Linked DNA regions of Pelodiscus sinensis: region 2 is linked to region 1. The links are chromatin contacts, called in public Hi-C maps. All regions are on one chromosome and are shown on one strand. Each heading gives the region's core, a stretch centred on a gene start, on an enhancer-like site or on the middle of the called end of the contact. The rest is flanking DNA. Distances are from core to core; before and after follow the strand shown. Region 1 holds the start of RNF216 (ring finger protein 216). Region 2 holds the start of SMURF1 (SMAD specific E3 ubiquitin protein ligase 1).

The links. Hi-C and Micro-C count contacts between places; a contact is called where the count stands out from the background.
Region 2: a Hi-C map of an unstated tissue shows a contact between it and region 1, with 5 times the contacts expected there. The contact joins the promoter of SMURF1 here to the promoter of RNF216 in region 1. A contact is called at or near these places in 3 of 5 Hi-C or Micro-C datasets (blood, liver and an unstated tissue).

The regions. Positions count from the first base shown.
Region 1 is chr16:31,673,734-31,677,402 of ASM4963464v1, reverse strand. It overlaps RNF216 (ring finger protein 216), which reads left to right and starts at 1,882. Exons shown (of 17, transcript XM_075899673.1): 1 at 1,882-2,016. It overlaps LOC102458647 (urotensin-2 receptor-like), which reads right to left and starts at 1,936. Exons shown (of 3, transcript XR_012896189.1): 1 at 1,800-1,936.
Region 2 is chr16:31,802,698-31,806,366 of ASM4963464v1, reverse strand. SMURF1 (SMAD specific E3 ubiquitin protein ligase 1) reads left to right here and starts at 2,060. Exons shown (of 18, transcript XM_075899677.1): 1 at 2,060-2,268. The coding sequence starts at 2,214.

The DNA.
Region 1 (3,669 bases), core at 633-3,132:
AGTCTTTTCTGAATCCAGAATAGTGGATTATGTTGCTTTAAGCAACTGTATTTACTTTTACTGACAGGTGAAACCAAATCTGGGACCTCTGGAATTTAGCACATGAGCCAGCTGGCATTCAGCTAAGGCTGTAAAGCACACTCATTTTCTCTCTCTCTCTCTCTCTCTGTCTCTGTCTCTGTAAGTGGTCTAAATGCCACTCCATGGGACAGTGAAGCACACCCAGTAGGTGAGTTACAACTACACATTTAAGCTCTGGAACAGAGTTATCCAGAGGTGAAAAACTTGCTCTTCTGAGGAAGTGGGTTTTGCCCAGGAAAGCTCATGAACAAGGAATCCTTACTTGATCCATTTGTGGTTCTGTTACATTCCAGGAGCCTGATTCTTTACTGCTTTGCACCTTGTATGGTCATGCAGATAGCAGGGTTTATTTCTTCCATACAGGTAAACGAGGGAAAACATTCTCTGTTCTTTTCATCTTAATTGAATCAGTTATATATATATTGGATTGAATATTAGTCATTTAGATACTATGGGTATGTGAGCTATAAAACTAGCTAAACAACTAGAAAGCTAATTCAGAATCACCTTGAGCCTGTAGAGTCAAAAGTTACCTAATAATTAAGGTTGCTTTTTTACTGTATTGTAGCAATGCCATTTGCTATTAACTTCTGTGATTAACATGTAATAATGTCTACTTTTATATAACACTTTCAGTAGATCACAAAGCTTTTTATAGTACTCAATATAATTGGTCACCTTTTATAGATAACAACTGTAGCACTGACAGGTGGAGTAGCTTGCTTAAGCTTGCCCTGGGAAGGCAATAGGACGGGACTGTAGGGAGCACAGCAGAGCCCAGAAGAGGGGGGCGGAGCTGAACTCTATTATTTTACTAGTGGATTGACCTTGTAGAAACTGACTGCTCTTTTTTTAATTTCAGTTTTATTTTCTTTGATTTTGTTACCTGACACCATCTTCAATTGTTTTAAAGCTACTGTAATTTTTCCCTATATGGTACTCTTCCAGTAAGCATGCAGTTAGATAGAAGTTTGTATTGTTTTCATGGGAGCTGATAGGATCACTTCTAGCCAGTCCAGTGTCTCAAGGGGATTAGCCCCTAATGTGATTACCACCAGTGTATGTGGTTGAAACAAAGGACTGGCGCGCACACACACAGCTGTAACCCATATTCAACTAGGAACTGAACCTCTGCTCTGTGGGGAGGAAGCTCACCCTTGTGCAAAGGGCTAGCAAGGGACCCCCTTGGGGCTGAAGTGATCATGGGCGACAGTCAGGGGTGGAAGCAGCCCGTTGCTGGATTCCTCCCACTGACCATTACTGTAGGTCAGGCAGTGGCCACCCTCCCCCCCTTGTATCTCAGGTGGATATAGCTGGGCCCTGCACTCGCCCTGTTCTGAGGGGGGCAGTTTATGGTACATCTGCAGGCCATTCAATGGCCCATGTTGGTCTCTTCACCATGTGGCCTCAGCACCAGATTGACCCTGGTGACAGGGGAGAAGTTCAGGGGAGGGGGTACCCCCTTTACAAATTACAATTTTGATGGGGCGCAGAAGGGCGGTGCAATGCTACCACCTATGCCTGGCCAGCCCAAAGCCCTGAGGCTGCCTGCCCTGCACCCTCTGGTCCTTATTACTAGTGCTCTAATCTCCCTCCCTCCATGGACCTGCCCCATCCCCGCAGAAGCTCCGCCTCTCCTCCCCCTCCCCCGCAGAAGCTCCACCCCCTTCCCCTCCCGGCAGCGGCTCCACCCCGCGCCGGAGCAGGCGGGTTCTCACCCGCGGAGCAGTAGGGGGCGCGGGAGGACCAGCCCGAGTCGTCTCTATGGTGCGCAACTGGCGACGGGCCCCTCCTGAGCGCCCTTCGCCGCTGCCCTTCCTCTCTATGGTCGGAGGGGCGGTCACGTGGCGCGGCGCGGCGCGGGCCGGAAGGAGCCTGCCTGGCCGCGGCGGCCAAATGAAGCGGGGGCCGGAGATGGCGGAGCGGCCCGGGCTGGTGAGTACCCCTCCCCCCCCCGGGCAGAGCCGCGCCCCCTAGGGCGTCCAGCCCCTCCCCCCGCGGAACCCCCGCCCCAGCCGTGGGGAGGGCGCCGGGGCTGGGCCCCAAGGGGGCGAGGCGGGGAACCCGGACTCCTGGGGTCGGTGCCCGGCCCTGCACCTGGCTCGCCCTGTGACCTTGGGCACGTCACAGCCCCGCCCCCCTCGCGCCCCTCCGGGCAGGGGCCGGGGGGCGTCGCCGTGGGGATGGGTCCTCTGGCCCGGGCGTCCCCGAAGCCGGCGCGTGGGGTGGGGGGAGGTGCTGCCTGTATAGCGCGCCTGTAACAGACGTGCCCCCCCCCCAGGGGCAGGACCTGCCCTTTCGCCTCAGAGCCCCGCGCTGTTCTGGCTGAGCCCCGGTTTGCTTCGGCGCAGCTGGTGAGCGCGGGCCGCCTGCCCCCCGTCGGGCCGCCTGCCCCGAGCTCCCAGCCCCCGTGTGTCGTTGTGTCCAGCCTCGCTCGGGCTAGGCCCTGCGGGCGTGTTGACTTGGAGAGCCGCTAGAACAGCCCCACGCCGGAGTCGGGTCCGGCCCAGCCCACAGAAGTACATGAAGTTCTGTCCTCCCCTTCTCGCCCCGCTTCCTGGGGGGGAAGGCAGGCTTCGGGCAGAGTAGGAAGCTTGAGGGATGAAAGGAGCTTCTACTGTGGAAAACACAACCTGGCTGCTCACCGAGGTTCTCATTTAAAGGGGACATGGGTTCAGATGCTAGCTCCATGCGTTGTGGAAGCGATGTGCCGGTGTGGTAAGAGCTCTGCCACTGTGGTAATCGATGATACAACGGTGAAAATGGTTGGTTTTGGCCTGTGCCTGTGGTTCTCAAACTTCATTCCACTGTGAAGCTCTTCTGACCACAGAAATCACTACATGGCTGTGTGTGTGTGTGGCTGAAGCCTAAGTCTCATCCTCACACCCTGCCTCTGTGGGATGAGGAGGAGCCTGAGCCCAACCCCCTGGGGTGGGGCAGGGGGGCAAGGGCAAAGCCCTAGTGCTTCAACCCCAGGTAGGGAGCCGTAACCTGACTGCTGTCACTCTGGGTTCCAGTTTTGGCCCCAGCGAGTCTAAGCCAGTCTTTGCAGCTCCATTAAAACAGGGTCTCAGCCCAGTTTGAGAAGCACTGTCCTATGTGAAGTTTTCTGCAGTTGCTGCCATTGGAGCTACACCTCTTGTAGACAGACTTTTGTTGGCACGGTCCAGGTTTAAAACAAAACAGTCATCTCAAGATAACATGAAGCTTTGTATTTTAAAGTCAGACCCTTCTTCAGTTAAAAGCAGTGAAAATTGGAAGTAGACTTGTATCTTATTTCCAGTGTCAATGGGGGAGAAAAAAAATTCAAAAACTGCATCTATAGTATGATATATCCAATCTAATATAGAGTATAAGCTTTTCAGGTTCAAACCTCTTATGTTGGTATTGCACTGAAGACACTGTGGGTGTTCCTGGAAAGTAGTAATATAGGTCTGCCAGCTTTACTACTGTGAGCCATCTTTCTTAAGAGTTCCATGGCAGATTTTACAAAAATGCTAATGAGAATTGGGCACTTATGTCATTTGTGCCTTTTAAAAATTTCCACCTTAATCACGGTCACGTCACTTGTATCTAGTAAATGTCTGA
Region 2 (3,669 bases), core at 811-3,310, 130 kb before region 1:
AGTAAGACATAGTTCAGAAAATGCCAGAGCTTTGAATGTGGGTGTCTCCAAACTGTTTTGAACTTGTCCTTTTGTCAAAAAAGGATATTTGTGATGATAAATTCGTGTTCTGCACACTTGGTCAGGAGCAGGATTCCATTTGAGTTCTTTTTGCCAACTTCTTTCCCGGTTGTTCCTTTCCACAGGTCTGAGTCTCGTCCAACATGTGCATTAAAATCCCCTGGGAGAATGATCTTACCTTCTTTAGGGGGTCTCTGATAAAATGTTTCCTGTTGAGAGTAGAAATCTTCCTTTACATCCTCATCAGCATCCATTGTTGAAACATAGGTGCTCACAATAGTTACCTGTTGGTTTTTGGTGAGCCCTCAGTTAGACTGTCATAAGCTCCTCATTGATGCCTACTGGCAGCTCAGAGATGCATCTTACAAGCTTGGTTTTTATAGCAAAGCCTACTCCATGCAATTGAGGTTCAGCTAAATATTTTCCCTCCAGAAGTAGATGTATTCTTTCTCCTCCCTCGCCTGTCCTTCACCAGCTCTTATAATTTTGGAAAAGGCAGCAATATCGATGTTAAACGGATTAAATTCACAAGCAATGATAGCTGTATGTTGCTCTAGTCGGTGCACTGTCTGAGTTGTCCACCAGGGTTCCAAAATTGAAAAGTTTCTTATATTTTTGACCACTAGAGTGGTAATCCTGCAGCTATCCAGTCAGGAGGGAAAAAGGCAAGACTATTTTTAGTGCACTTTTCTAGCCCTCTCCCTATGTGGGGTGAGCAGAATGAGTCTTAAAGAGGACTGCTCAGTCATAGGTGCAGCTGCCAAAATGCTCAACTTGCCTCTGTCCTCGAGCAAGAGGACAGAGTCGCACACCCACCGCCTGTGTGTCGATCTGTGACTAGGAACTTCTGGATCTCACTGTCCTGTTCTGATCGCCATTCGCTGATCGCCACTGGACTTTTGACTTGGTGCAGGTGTTGTTTTCCCACAAACTGGAAGATGCCAGTGTGGGACTTTTTTTTAAAGTGGGGAGACTGGTGCACAACAGTCATCACACTTTCCTTGACAGGGAGAGGTCTTGAAAACAATGGCACGGAGACCACCTTTTGGAGGTCTTCTATCTGCTGCTGCCTTCATCCACCTACCCAGCCGCTGTAACATTACACAACAGTTTCAACTCCATTGTGCAGTTATCCTCCGTCACCTCTGCCGTTGAAGACATCTTGGCTCACATGTTGTCTGGAACCTTGTTCTTTCTGTCATGGGTGATCCTAAGGGAGTACATGACTCCAGGCAGGGTCACTTTCGGGGGGTCACTGGAACATGCAAGCATCTCCACCACTACAAGGTGATGATCCATGGTGAGGAAGCAAGAATCATACCTGTAGGCCAGCAATTCACCCTTAAAAATACTCCCTTTCGCTTGTTTTATACCAGCTGCCTATTAAACGATCTATATCAGAGGTAACAGCCAAGCACCTCTTCACTGAAGGACAACAAGCCCAGCTAAAGATGACTACAGGGGGCCCAGTGAACATTGAACCCATAGCCTTTGCTTTACATAGTCCCTGCTCTAACCACTGAGCCCTACCTCAAACTAAGCCCTAGGCAATGGAGGGAGGGACACATGGAGTCCAGCGACTCAGTCCCAGGTGACAATGCCATGAACAGTACAATGTGGCTCAATGCCAGAGGACCCATGATGTGTGACCATGGGGGTGCAGGGCCGGGGACAGGAGGATGGGGCACTTGCTGCGCAGCCACAGCGGGCAGGGCGCAGCGCAGGCCTCAGTTTCCCTGTGGCCACCCTGAAGTTTCATCCCGGGGAAGAACCAACCTGCTCGCCTCTGGCTGCACTATTCATGCCCTCCGCGAGGGGGCGCTGCCCGTCCCGGGCCGGGCGCCGCCCGGCGACCTCCCCAAGATGGCGGCGGACTCAGGCCGCCGCGCTTTGCGTCACGCCGTCTTCTCGCGCAGGGAGGCGCGAGCCTGCGGTTGGGGGCGGCGCGTGCGCGCAGTCCTCGTCCGGGTCGGGCTGGGCGTCGAGCTCGCGAGCGGCGGCGGCTGAGACGCTGTGGCGGGGCCGCTGTGTGGGGCGGCGGCAGGAGCGGGGCAGCCCAGGCCGGGGCGGGGAGGGGCAGGGCCCGGATGGGGGTGACTGTGGAGGGCGGCTGATTTCTCTCCCCTCCCCCCCGCCCTTCTTCGCGGGGAGCGATGTCGAATCCAGGGACCCGAAGAAACGGCTCCAGCATCAAAATCCGGCTCACAGGTAGCGGAGGGGGGCGGGGCTTTCCCCCCGCGCGCGCCCACGCCTGGGCGGGGGGGGGGGGGGGGGTTGAGGCGCTGCGCACGGCAGAGAGGGGCTGGGTGGGCACGAGAGAGGGGCCAGGCCCCCCGCCCCCTGCGGGGTGCGCGGGACCGGTGGGGAGCGCAGGGGCGGGGGGGGGGGGCGTAGGATCTGGGGGGCTGGCCAAGGGTCGGCGCTCCTGGGGGCGGGGGCCCGGAAGGAGATGGGGATCAGAGCCCGAGGGGGGGGCTGGGTTTGTCTCCCTTCCCTAGTGGGGGGGCGGGGAGAGTGTTTGGGGGCTCGGTGGGGGCTCCCAACTCCGCAGCCCATGGGAGGCTCCGCCAAGGTGATTCTCTTCTCGGGCTGCAGCTGGGACCGAGGTCCTGGGGGCGCGAGGCTGTAGAGGGTCTTCTGCCTTCCCCCAGGGGGAAACATTGCGGCTGGGTTAAAGGCTTTTATCTCTGTGGTGTCGTTTTTGAGGAGGCTGCAGCTTGTTGAAATCCACAGTAATTCTAGGGGCTGAGTTAGAGAGAGCTGGGTAAAGTTGAGAATTTTTCTTTCCTTTTTCTCTTCCGCTTTATTTCTATCCAGACCCTGTTTCTTAGCAATCGTCCTTCAATTCTCACCACTTCCTCCTGCAGATTTCCTTACCCCACAATCTAGCATTTGTATTTCTTAAGCTTCTTTCTCCTGTTCCTGTTGTTTTTTTTTCCCAGTTGGGGTTGTCAAATGGGTGGTACATGAAGTCAGAAGTCCAGACACCACTGAACTGCTTTTTTGGCATTTTTCTTAAATCAGCTTTACGTGTCTCCCATTGTGTTTTGCATTTGCACGTTATTGGTCCCTTAACCCATGCATATGAGTGTCCTGGTGTATGCATGCCATAGGGCAATGGACAGCTCCTGCTAGGGAGTATCCCTCTTTGGCAGTCTCCAAATGTCCTGCCCGTTCATAGCATCTTTCCTCTCCGCTCCCCCCTTAAAAAAGTCTGGTTTTGCTAGATCTATTTAGAGAATTTATGTTTTCTGCATGTCAGTTTTTCTAGTGGTAAATCTGTCCCTGTCTTAATAGTTTATATTTTGTTAGCCCTGATTAATAATGAATTTGCTTTTTTCTGCAATGGCAAGGTTCACTTGCTGGAAAATATACATAAGGAAATAAATCAACTACCTGTTTGATCTCTTTCAGGCACTGTCATCTAATGTGCTTTCCTTAAGTAAATCACATAGTGCACTTTAAAATTTGTTTGGTCACAAGATGTGGTGGGTATATTATACCCTTACACGTTAAATATTGTTATACCCTTAAGGAGCTGAATTAAATATTTTATAAAGGCATTGGCATCTTTTCTTTAAGAGAAATATGTGATTTCTATTTCTAAAA